2 separate regions of the Mus musculus genome follow, and region 2 is linked to region 1. Evidence: chromatin contacts called from public promoter capture Hi-C data. All regions are on one chromosome and are shown on one strand. Each heading gives the region's core, a stretch centred on a gene start, on an enhancer-like site or on the middle of the called end of the contact. The rest is flanking DNA. Distances are from core to core; before and after follow the strand shown.

What was found. Promoter capture Hi-C pulls out the DNA fragments that hold promoters and counts their contacts.
Region 2: a promoter capture Hi-C map of hippocampal neurons shows a contact between it and region 1, with 7 times the contacts expected there. The contact joins two enhancer-like sites. A contact is called at or near these places in 1 of 39 promoter capture datasets (hippocampal neurons) and 2 of 484 Hi-C or Micro-C datasets (cerebral cortex and ventral hippocampal neurons).

What each region holds. Positions count from the first base shown.
Region 1 is chr14:86,156,624-86,162,207 of GRCm38.p6, reverse strand. No RefSeq gene overlaps it. Among named protein-coding and RNA genes, the nearest start is that of Gm32729, 14 kb to the left of the region's middle. Within about 2 kb of position 2,502, at least 16 of the 459 cell types and tissues checked have an H3K27ac peak or open chromatin away from gene starts, as enhancers often do. A contact at or near this core is called in hippocampal neurons and ventral hippocampal neurons, where this site is marked.
Region 2 is chr14:86,486,347-86,491,930 of GRCm38.p6, reverse strand. No RefSeq gene overlaps it. Among named protein-coding and RNA genes, the nearest start is that of Gm32969, 37 kb to the left of the region's middle. Within about 2 kb of position 2,215, at least 33 of the 459 cell types and tissues checked have an H3K27ac peak or open chromatin away from gene starts, as enhancers often do. A contact at or near this core is called in hippocampal neurons and ventral hippocampal neurons, where this site is marked.

The DNA of each region.
Region 1 (5,584 bases), core at 1,253-3,752:
TTGTTGATCATCATTTGTGGTGAATTCTTAGAGAGAAACAAACCAAAGAACTTCTACTTATGTTCCAGTGGCTTCTTGCCGCCTCTGCAGGCTCATGCTGATTGGCAGAGCTTCGGGATTCCTTCTGGATCAAACTGCCTTTACGTGAATGGTGTTTGTGAGGGGATCAAGCTACCGCTGCTGGTCATGTAAACTGAACTGCTGTTATCCTGACCACACAGATTGGATTCTCCCCAAAGAACTATATCTAAAGAGATCCACATCTTCCTTTGCCCTCCTAACCTTTTCTTTCTACTACCTCTTGTGGGTAATGGGCTAGAAGGGAGGTTAAAGTATTTAAGTATACTTATAAAAGTGGGTTTTAAATCTAAGCCTACAGCCGCTGTCTGCAATTGGCAAAAGCACAGGCCAAAATTTATCAAAGCAAGAAAGTGAGTAAGTGAAGAGACAACCCAGGGAGTAGAGGAAAATAACTTCAAGCTCTCCACATGATAAGGCATTAATATCCAGAGTAGGCAAGTAATTTTAACTCAATAACAAGAAAACAAATAATATGCTTAAAAATAAGCAAAATACCCAAATAGATAGTTTCCTGTGAAAATCATAGAAATGATTGACAGGTTTCTTCTTAAAATTATGCTCATGAAAAGACTGGAAATGCAAAACACAGGAGATACCACCTCAAAGTGAATGACTATTATCAAAAAGGTGAAAACGAACATGTCTTTGTGAGGACACAGAGAAAATGAAACACTTGCAGATGATCATTACCAACGTAAACTAATACAGTTATTACAGAAAAGAGTGTGAATACTCCCTCAAAAAAATCAATCTAGTATTTACTATATGATCTATATCCCACCCTTAGGTATACATAGAACAGAAATTTAAAAAGCATTTTGAAGTGCCTCTTAAGCCCTGTGTATCATATTTAATATAACTAAGATATGAAACAATACTAGACATCTGTCAGTGAATATGTGAATATAGAAAATGTGATTTTGGCACATGCACAGTGTAGTAATTCTCTGCTTGAATAAAAGAAAGCATGATACTTGTCACAATGTACATGGACCTGGAGGGCATTAATAGGAAATGTGTAAGACAGAAACACTACATGATCTTATATGTAGGTGGAATTAAAAAAAATGTTGGTTCTCATAATTGAGAATAAAAAGGTGATGACCAGGGTCTGCCATGGAGTGGTAGGATGGTCAGGGTGGAGTGGGTAGAGCTGGTTAGGAAGGTATCAGCTAAAAAGTGCAAAACTTCAGTTGTGTGGTAGAAATAAGCTTAAGAGGTCAATTGAACAGCATGATAGCAATAGGCCGTGTTAGTATGTTATATCTTAAAAATCTCTAAGAAAGTAATTATATATCTCAATATAAAAGTAAGTGTGATATAATGAAATTTAATTAACTCAGTTAAGTCATTCATATACATATATCAAAATAATATTTTGCATATGTAAGTACATATGATTTTAATTTATTGATTTAAAAATTAGTCACAAGGAATGCTCCTAAGTTTAAATTTGCTTTGATTAGGTAATAATTTGGGATATAGAAACAAAACAACAGCTTTCTATTTATTTTGCTTTAGCATCATGTACACAGGCTTCTCCAATGCCAACAGATGAGCGGAGAGTTGGCTTTGAGTCCTAATGGCCTAACATGGTCTTTCTATGACCTTTATTCTTCCCATGACACTTGCTTGCTGAGTCTCTCAGTGCCATTCACTCTCTGTTCTACACTATCATGTATTCTCCAGCCATATCATGTGTATCTGTTAGCCAATCATTTCACTATTTCCATGGCAACCAGTCTCCTTTTATATGGTGATGGAATGGACACCATTTCAGGGAAACAAAAACACCCTCAAAATTTCCAATGACACTAACCTATCCCCAGTAGGTACACAGGAAAGACATGATTAATTATGCCTCATGATTAAGATCTTGTCAGGATGATAAAAACCCTCCCTTCTTGGCAGAAAAAGTTACTTTTTGGAGACTTCTGTAAACTGTGAAATTCTAGGACCAGGAATCAAGCTTCATTTAAATATGACTATGAAGAATTTAACACTTAAAAAAAAATCTGTGAGCTATTTTAATAGGTACATTTGTACCAGTTATCAACTCCTTGGGAATCATTAAATGATCTCATATGGTATGTTATTTACAAAGTCCAGTATGTTTACATCAATAGAAAAATTGATAGCCATGCATTGAATGTACATCAAATTATATGTTATAATCACTATTTTGATAATCATGCTTACTGGAATAATGATATGACAGATAAAGGACATTTGGTGACAGATACTTAAAACTTAGTCATGAATGTATGAAGTGCCAAACTCTGCTGTAAGGCTGCCCTCTAAAAGCCCCATAATAAAATCAATGCCAAATTTTCATTTGTTAAAAAACAGAAGATTCCTGGATTGTACTGCCTCTGAATCAGAGGGGAAGAAGCATTTTCTGAAACCCGTCTTTCAGACAAATATCAAGTGTGACTTTCATAACGATAAAGCAAGAGAGTCACTGATGTTGGCACTGTGAGCTATTTATGAATTTTGAATCAAAGCACAGTAGGACAAAGCAGCCTTTTTCTATCCCACCTCAGTACAGAGGGTGGACCAGAGACGAGAGAGCTGGAAGGCTGATACAAGGCACTAGGTAAGGAACCGTGGATAAAGTCCAAGTGAAGGGATAGATTTGTTGGCACGACGATGCAAAGACATAGAAAGCCGAGACTAGGAAACACGATGATTTACTACGTGGTCACAATGTAGAGCAAAGGAGTTTGGTGATTGCGAACTTCTGTGATGGTGGGAACACGCCACCCTTTTCAGGGAACAAACTGCAGAGGAGGACAGTAGCAGCTGCTGCCTGTGAATCCATGCTGATCTGTAGGAGGCTTCATATCCCACACATGTGAGTCATGCTGTGTCTGCAAGTACATGTACCCATAACAAAACTCACGCTAGCTCTGTTCCACAGATGCGGCATCTCCCTACCTGACTCATGAGTAAGAGGTCTTTAGAGAAGTGGGTGAAGCCCAGAGATTTAACGATACTGTGCATGATTATTGGGTTAAAGGCTTGTCTAGCTTTTACTTTAGAAGGTATTGTTATTCACTTCAATTTAAAACCAAGCATCACATGATAACAATCCTTACCTTTGTAGAATGTACAGCATGGAGTTTGTATATTAACATAGGATTTATTCCATCTATTCTTGCAAGCAGTGTTCTGTGCTAGACTGCACAAGTCATTTTTCTCATATCTGTGAGGAGAGATTTGGTTGCTTGCTGCCTCTCCATGTGAGATACATCTGCATCTACAGTCTTCCTTATCTTGCCTTTAGAGACCAAACTAAATATCACCCCTTCCAAAGTTTCTCCAATCCCCCTTCACAACTTCTTCCTCTCATTGCCTGAATGTTCTACACACGATATATTATTCCTGTCATTTCTTTGCATTTAGTGATTCACTCATCTTGATCTCTATCTCTGACCACAGCGTAGGTCAAAGGAAACCCTGTAGACCAAAGCTGAAGTTATGTTTGCATCTAAGATCAGGAGTGTCAGAGATGATAAAGCATCAATAGACCTGTCAGTCAAGCTCTGACTCAAGATCCAAGACATTCAGTGGATGTGAGAGGGTTCCTATCACATCATATGAAGTGTTAAAGTCAGGATCAGGGTAAAAAAAAAAACCTGACACTTCAAATTGTGGATGAACGCCCTTAAAGAAAGCCAAGTAAGAACACAGCTCAAGTCAGTTCTCTGTCCTGAGGGATTCACTTTCCTAAAGTCTGCATTTTTTTTTCTTTCTGTCCAGATCTCAAGAGTCATCACAGAGGGCGCACCTAACATCCTTGTCTTTTCTGTATCCATTGTGGTTTTTGAATCTACCTAATTGTGCTCTATGAAATGTGCTATTCAACAAGCATGAATACAATTCCGATATCCTTTCCCCGTTTGATCAGTTTGGATCTGCAGAGAATCATCTTTATTAACTCCAGCATCCCACAACAGCCTGCATTGTCATTATCGATGACATTTTACCTTCTTTTTTTTTCTTTTTTTTTTTTTGTCAGATCCTTTTAGAAAGCATTCATGGTTGAATCAGTTTTATCTACAGTTGAATTGAAAATGTGCTGGGTGCGCGTTAAACACATTGTGAGAGTGCAAATAGGCAGCATTTCCAGATTCCCTCTGTCCTTTAATTTTGTCAGTCTGCTGAAAAGAGCTATTGATTGTGTCGGAGATGACTTGCTCTTTTGTAAAACTAGGCTGCTTGTTGTTCAGGATTCCATCATCCTCCAGGTTTTGATAAATTCATCTCATGGGGCATGTTTTATTTTTTTCCACTGTTGATTTTAGCTTTACCTGGCCATTATGAGCAAATTCATTTCTCCTGTGTTTTGTAAAATGTGTATTTACACCCACATATGTTAGGATCCTCCCCTATATCATACAGTGGATCTTACAATAACTGAATGTATACTATTTAAACTACACATAGTAAAGGTGTTGCAAAAGAGCTTTTTAAAATGTAAATAAAGTGATGGAAATGTTCCTAAACAGAACACCAATGGCTTATGCTCTAAGATCAAGACTTGACAAATGGGACCTCACTCGTAAGAAGGACACATGCTCAACTATGTTCATAGCAGCCTTATTTGTAATAGCCAGAAGCTGGAAAGAACCTAGATGCCCCTCAACAGAGGAATGGATACAGAAAATGTGGTACATTTACACAATGGAGTACTACTCAGCAATTAAAAAGAATGAATTTATGAAATTCCTAGGCAAATGGATGGGCCTGAAGGGCATCATCCTGAGTGAGGTAACCCAATCACAAAAGAACTCACATGATATGTACTCATTGATAACTGGATATTAGCCCAGAAACTTAGAATACCCAAGATACAAGATACAATTTGCAAAACACATGAAACTCAAGAAGAACGGAGATGAAAGTGTGGACACTTTACTCCTTTTTAGAATTGGGAACAAAACACCCATGGAAGGAATTACAGATACAAAGATTGGAGCTGAGATGAAAGGATCGACCATCTAGAGACTGCCATATCCGGGGATCCATCCCATAATCAGCCCCCAAACGCTGACAGCACTGCACACACTAGCAAGATGTTACTGAAAGGACCCTGATATAGCTGTCTCTTGCGAGGCTATGCCGGGGCCTAGCAAACACATAGGTGGAGGCTCACAGATGGATCACAGGGCCCCCAATGGAGGATCTAGAGAAAGTACCCAAGGAGCTAAAGGGGTCTGCAACCCTATAGTTGGAACAACATTATGAACTAACCAGTACCCTGGAGCTCTTGACTCTAGCTGCATATGTATCAAAAGATGGCCTAATCGGCCATCAGTGGAAAGAGAGGCCCATTGGTCTTGCAAACTTTATATGCCTCAGTACAGGGGAACTCCAGGGCCAAGAAGTGGGAGTGGGGGGGGAGGGAAGTAGGGGGTGGTTTGGGGGACTTATGTAGCATTGGAAATTTAAATGAAGAAAATATCTAATTAATAAAACAAACAATCAAACAAAAAACCAA
Region 2 (5,584 bases), core at 966-3,465, 330 kb before region 1:
CAGAATCAAGGCCCATCGTAATGGCCACATTCCACTCTTTAAAACACCTTATCTCCAATATGATTTCATTCTTAGGGGCCAGGACTTCAACAGAAAACCTTAGGATAGACTCATGTCATCCATAAGATTCATTGTAGGAGAGGCCAGCCCAAGGACACAGGCATTGGAAATATGAAGTAATCAGAGAATCATCAATCTATAGCAGGTTATCAAGATATAGGAAAGCAAATAAAAATTCACGGGACTTGCACAAGATGTAATATCTTAGAAAGGGACCCTCAAACTGTGGCTACAACCTAGAGCTAACCCTAAATCTATTTTGTAAATATAATTTATTGAACCCAGCCACACGATTTTGCTGTTCATTAACTGTGGTTGCCTAGCATGCTAAAGTGAAATGTCAGAGTTAAGTAGTTGTGACAGAGATGGAGTGATCCATACACTTTTAACCCATTGTGGTTTTTTGCAGAAAATATGTGCTGGCCCGCAAGTATTAAAAAATTGTATATATAAAAAAAAGCAATGAATTCTTAGAAGGAACAAGTAACAAGTATCTATGGTTCTGGAACTGAAAAGGAGTGCAGACATAATTTCTTTGCTTGTCTGTTATAAACAGACGGCCAGGTAAACAACATTTCTGCCACTTTAGAAGTTCACTAAGGCTCTCCTGTCTGTTGTCCACACGTCATCATTCTTTCAAGTATTATCTAGAGATAACTAGTTCTCATAAACAGATGACAAAGCAAGGGTCTTGGCTTTACTAGGGATCTCTGCTCCTGGATTCTGAACCTCATTCACACCCCATAGGAAGGCAGTGCCACATTTAAACCCCATTTCACATTTTAAAACCGATTCTGTTAAGCATGACTTCAGCTGTCACTTCTTGTTATTTTGGAAAGAGCCTGATGCTTGTAGGTTTGAGACATTCCATCCATTTGCTTGATGGACTTCTGATAACTATCCCTGCCCATTGGGTATGAAGTTGACCCCAATTATGCAGCTGACTGCCTTAATGACGGAGGATTTTTAGAATGGCCACCTACATTTAGTAGCGAGCTTTCTTGTCTGGCTACCTGATGCTTATTATCCACGAAAGCCAGGACTTCAAAACTGATGAGATTCTATTTTATTTTTATTTTTATTTTTTATGACTGCTGCAAATGAAGAGTGCAGGGAGAATTTGGAAATGAAGGGAAGTTGTTGGGCTCAAGGCTGTCTGCACTGTAGATGTGGTCTGCCGGCCCCGCAGGAATTGAGAAAAGCAGGCTTTTCAACCCTTTGCTGCAGAAGCCTTGTTATCGCAGAAATAGACCACTTGAGATGGAAGTGCAGATGGATTTGCTGCCGATGACAGCTCACCAGGACCCAGCTCTCCATTCAGGTACATTGATATGCATATTCACTCTACTGGAAAAAAAATCATCTCCTCTTCTACCCTGGGACACGGCTTCCGTAGGCTCTGGAATCTGCTATTTTATACCCACCTGCTGGTACAATATAAGCAGCTGCAATAGGCATCAAGCTATGAAAAGCTCGGAGGAGCACTATTGCAGTGTGAATTGCTTCCTCGCTCGGTGCTGTTTGGTGATCGCAAGATGGATTGCCAGATTAACACAGGAACACAGTGTTTGTGTAAGGAACAGGAGGGCGATTTCCTCCTGTTTCTCCCACCAGCCATTGCTTACCAGGCCCTCTGCCACTTATAAAAAATGAGGCACTTGCTAATGTCTCTTCGAAGAAATTCCAAGGCCAGAAACACTGACTCAAAGGGAACCTGCTTTGTTTTCTTTCCTCTTCTGGATTTCCACACAGAAGACTCTGATGCCATTGGCCAAAATAGGCCACTGGTCCATGCAGTGGCTGGCTAGCAGGAGCTTCCCCCAGAGCAGTTTGTTGACCGTTTGTGTTGTATCCCTTGAAGGAACTAATAAACATAGCCAAATGATGAAAGTTGGTTTTGAAACACAAAACTTGTTGACCAAAGAAGTCCAGGGAAGTGGAGGCTTTGGGAGCCTGCGCATCCATGTGGCCAATCTACGTTAACATCTTGTCTTCAGCACGCTGACCTCGCTTTGATTCAGGCATTTTTGAAAAGGATTCATTTCTTCTCCATTTCAAAGCTGTTTATCTGGCTTAGAAAATAGCTGCTTTAAACAGAAGCCTTTACACTTGTCTGGGTAAATTCTGTTCCAATTTTTGTTTTGGCCACAAGTCAAAGATAACAGCTGTGCGCTTGTGGGTTCACTGAACTCTACGCGCTTGTTGGCTGCATCACCGACCAGAGGGAATAACCAATAATTAGAACATTTCGGGTCATCTTGGGGAAGAACAGAGTTTTCTCATGTTTGGAAAGGTGATGTGGCCTCCCTTGGATTTTTCCAAATGTGACTGAACGTGGAGCGGAATGCATGAGCCAGGACTCAACCATTGTGTCCTCCGTTCCCCAAAATAACACAGGAGAAGTGGAGGCTGAAAACTATTTTTAATGTTTCCCAGCTTAACTACAGCTACACAACGGGCCCTCACGGTGATGGTGGGGGAAAGCTCTCATGTATTCCTGGCACATCGGCATTTCTGATCATAATGATTTGTGACTCGGAAGTCGAAAGCTGCTGAGTTCCTTCCTAGTTGAATCAATACAAGTTTACATAAATATATGTTTCTGTTTCCTTTTGTTCCTGCTTAGGCATTGATGTTTACTTGCTGGCGACTGTAGACAATGGAAGATAAACAAAGGAGAGGGAGGGAGGCTCAGACAGAGAGATGGTTCAGGAGAAATTATTTGGGCGGGTTCTAAGCTCTTTCCTGATGATGACTTTTTAGTTAGTTTTGCTCCGGCAGAGTAATGTTATATCTTTATTTGGAAAATAAAGGACTTTATCTTGTTGATCTGAATCATAATAACCTGTGAGTTTATTCTGTTGATTATATCATTGCTGCAGGGTAAATGCTCCTGTATCAGTGTTTGATGTGCTAAAGCTTTTCATACCACAGACATGTATCCAAAAACATTAATCCACAGGAGCATGGAGGCTGTTTTGCTCTTGAATGTAGGAGTCAAGAAAACATCTACACCATAATCAAAGACTCCCCTGGTCAAACAGACCAGGCTGGTACTGATAGCCTGTTTAATTTTTCACTTGGCGTTATGCTGTGGAGAGGAGATCTTTGACTTCTACTTGAAAACCCACATATATGAAGTGGAGGTCACATTTTCAATGCCTTACCTCCAGGATAGTCTTCATTACCAAGCTACAGCTCATCACACCATCCCACTCTCAGAGCTGTGGGAGGTGTCATGGGTCCCTTCAAGGCTGCTCTTTACTGTGACCTGTGCTGTTGATCAGTGGTAGAAATGTACCTGGCTCAGGTCACAAGCAGGATCTAAACGCAAGACCCTGTTAGCTCAGCAAACTCTAGCTCACAGACTGCCTAGGGTTGGGATGGGAAGCCAGTGATCTTATGCTGAGCTTATGAACAACATTGCCATGCTGGCCAGAGGCATATCTGCGTTCCTTCAGGCTTCTTGCTGTCAGTTTGAACCCACAGCTCTTCTCTTTCAGCACCTCCGACTTTCTTGTTGTTAAGTCCCATCTCAACAAGAACGCAAATGAATTATTAACGATGAAAGTGAATGAATGATTACTAGTTCATTTAGATACTTTTCACCATCTGAGTTTACTCAGGGAATGCCCGGCTTGACATAGAGATATGCATAGATTTTTGACTTATTATTTTAAAAATATTTTGCTGGTATTTTATGTTTGAAAGGAAAAGTTCTAAGTCCCTTAGTGTCAATGTGATTAGATCATGTTCACGCTATTGGCTAGTATATGACCATTAAATAGATTGTCATAATTCATATCAGAACTAATGCTATGAGCTAAAAACAGAGACTATCATCCCAAAAGTTGTGCTGAAGAAATATTCATACCATGCTCCCTCCCCGAAAGATGTGTGATTTAGGGCCCACTGTATGCAACTCAGCAGTTTATAGCCAATGCATCCCTGAAGACTGTGCCCTAAACTGGTCTAGAGAACAAAGGACTGAATTACTCAGGACTATTTAAAAAACTTTCTTAGGAGATGGAATGTGTGAGTTCAAGCTCAGGAGACTCAGCAACACTTGTTCTTCCTGCAACAAGACACAGATGGGCTGCCACACATTTCCTGTCTGATTGGAGGATCCCTCTAGGATTGAAGGAACAAAGGGTGACAGGAGAGGAAACTCCCAGCATCCCGGAGATGGCCTGAGCTTGCAAATCATTTTCAGTGTCAAGCTTTAGGATCTGGGAAAGACAAGAGAGTGTGCAGGAGGGATTTGCATTCCCCTCCTCAGCGTTTCTGGCAATGGATTGATTGATTGGTGTGAGAAATTAGCTGTCCTGCCGTGAGCACAGTGCAGCATCACAGGCGGAGCTCCAAGGAAGCTTTGTTTCGAGCCTGGTACTCCGCACACCATTGGCCTCTGCAAATGACTCCCTCATTCCCTTCGTGGTATAGTCACCAGGGATGGTGAAGGTTGTGGATCTGTACCTAACTAACAGGCTTGATATGATTAATTTTTATGCGGGTGCCTTTGCTCTTCTTTCTTTTCATAGTGCCTTTAAGTCTTTTTACCTCTGGTGACACCACATAGGTGCTTATTTAATGACACAGGAGTACATCTGGAAAGCCCCCTTCTGTCATGAGAACTTAAATGATTTTAATGACTACCATGGAGGTGATCTCCTCCTGACACGCAGAAATAAATTAAGATTCAGCTTTCTGGAGTCTGAGCCTCTTGAAATGGACCAGGAGTCAATTTTCTTACATATTTGAAGCTAGCTATTAATAGTGAGTACTATAATCCGCACCGTACTCCGATATGAGAGCCATGCTTTCCTGACCTATCTACCTCATAAAAAGCAAACATGGACGGCAGGAATGAATCAGAGGATTTGGTAAAGGCAACAGTGGAATACTGAGAGAGCTAATTCCCCAACTCCTACTTTGATTTTTTATTTTAAGTCATTAGTCATCTAGCAGTGCTTACTGAGGCTAATCTTAACTTTTAAAGGACTATTTAAAAGCTTGCTATTATGTGTCAGTCACTGGGCCAGCCATCTTTGTTTGTCTCACTTAGCTCTCATAATGGTATGCAAGGTGGTGGTTGTTTTGGGGAAATAGAACTAAGGTTCCAGAAAAAGGGGGGTCTGGGGAGTCTGGTTGTTAACCATTTGCATTCTGAGTTTAATTGACTTTCTGTTCTTATGGTGTCAGGGTTCCACAGGTTTGGTTTGTTTGCTTGTTTTGTTTTGTTTTGTTTTGGGGGAAGAAAAGACCGTGGTATGGTCAGAACCTGTTACAGCTAGGAGGCCAGAAGCTGTTAGATCCATTGAGAATGAGTCCTCTTTGTGACCCAATGGGAGGTTCCATTGTGGACACACAGAGTATGGGTACACATCATGGAAAAGGGGGTCGGCATGGGGTATAAAATGACAATTCCACCCAACTGCAGACTCTACAAATATCACATGGCTAATAAGGAATGACATCCCCTAAACGTAATGCTCTGCCTGTCACTGCTTTAATTTTTCAGAAG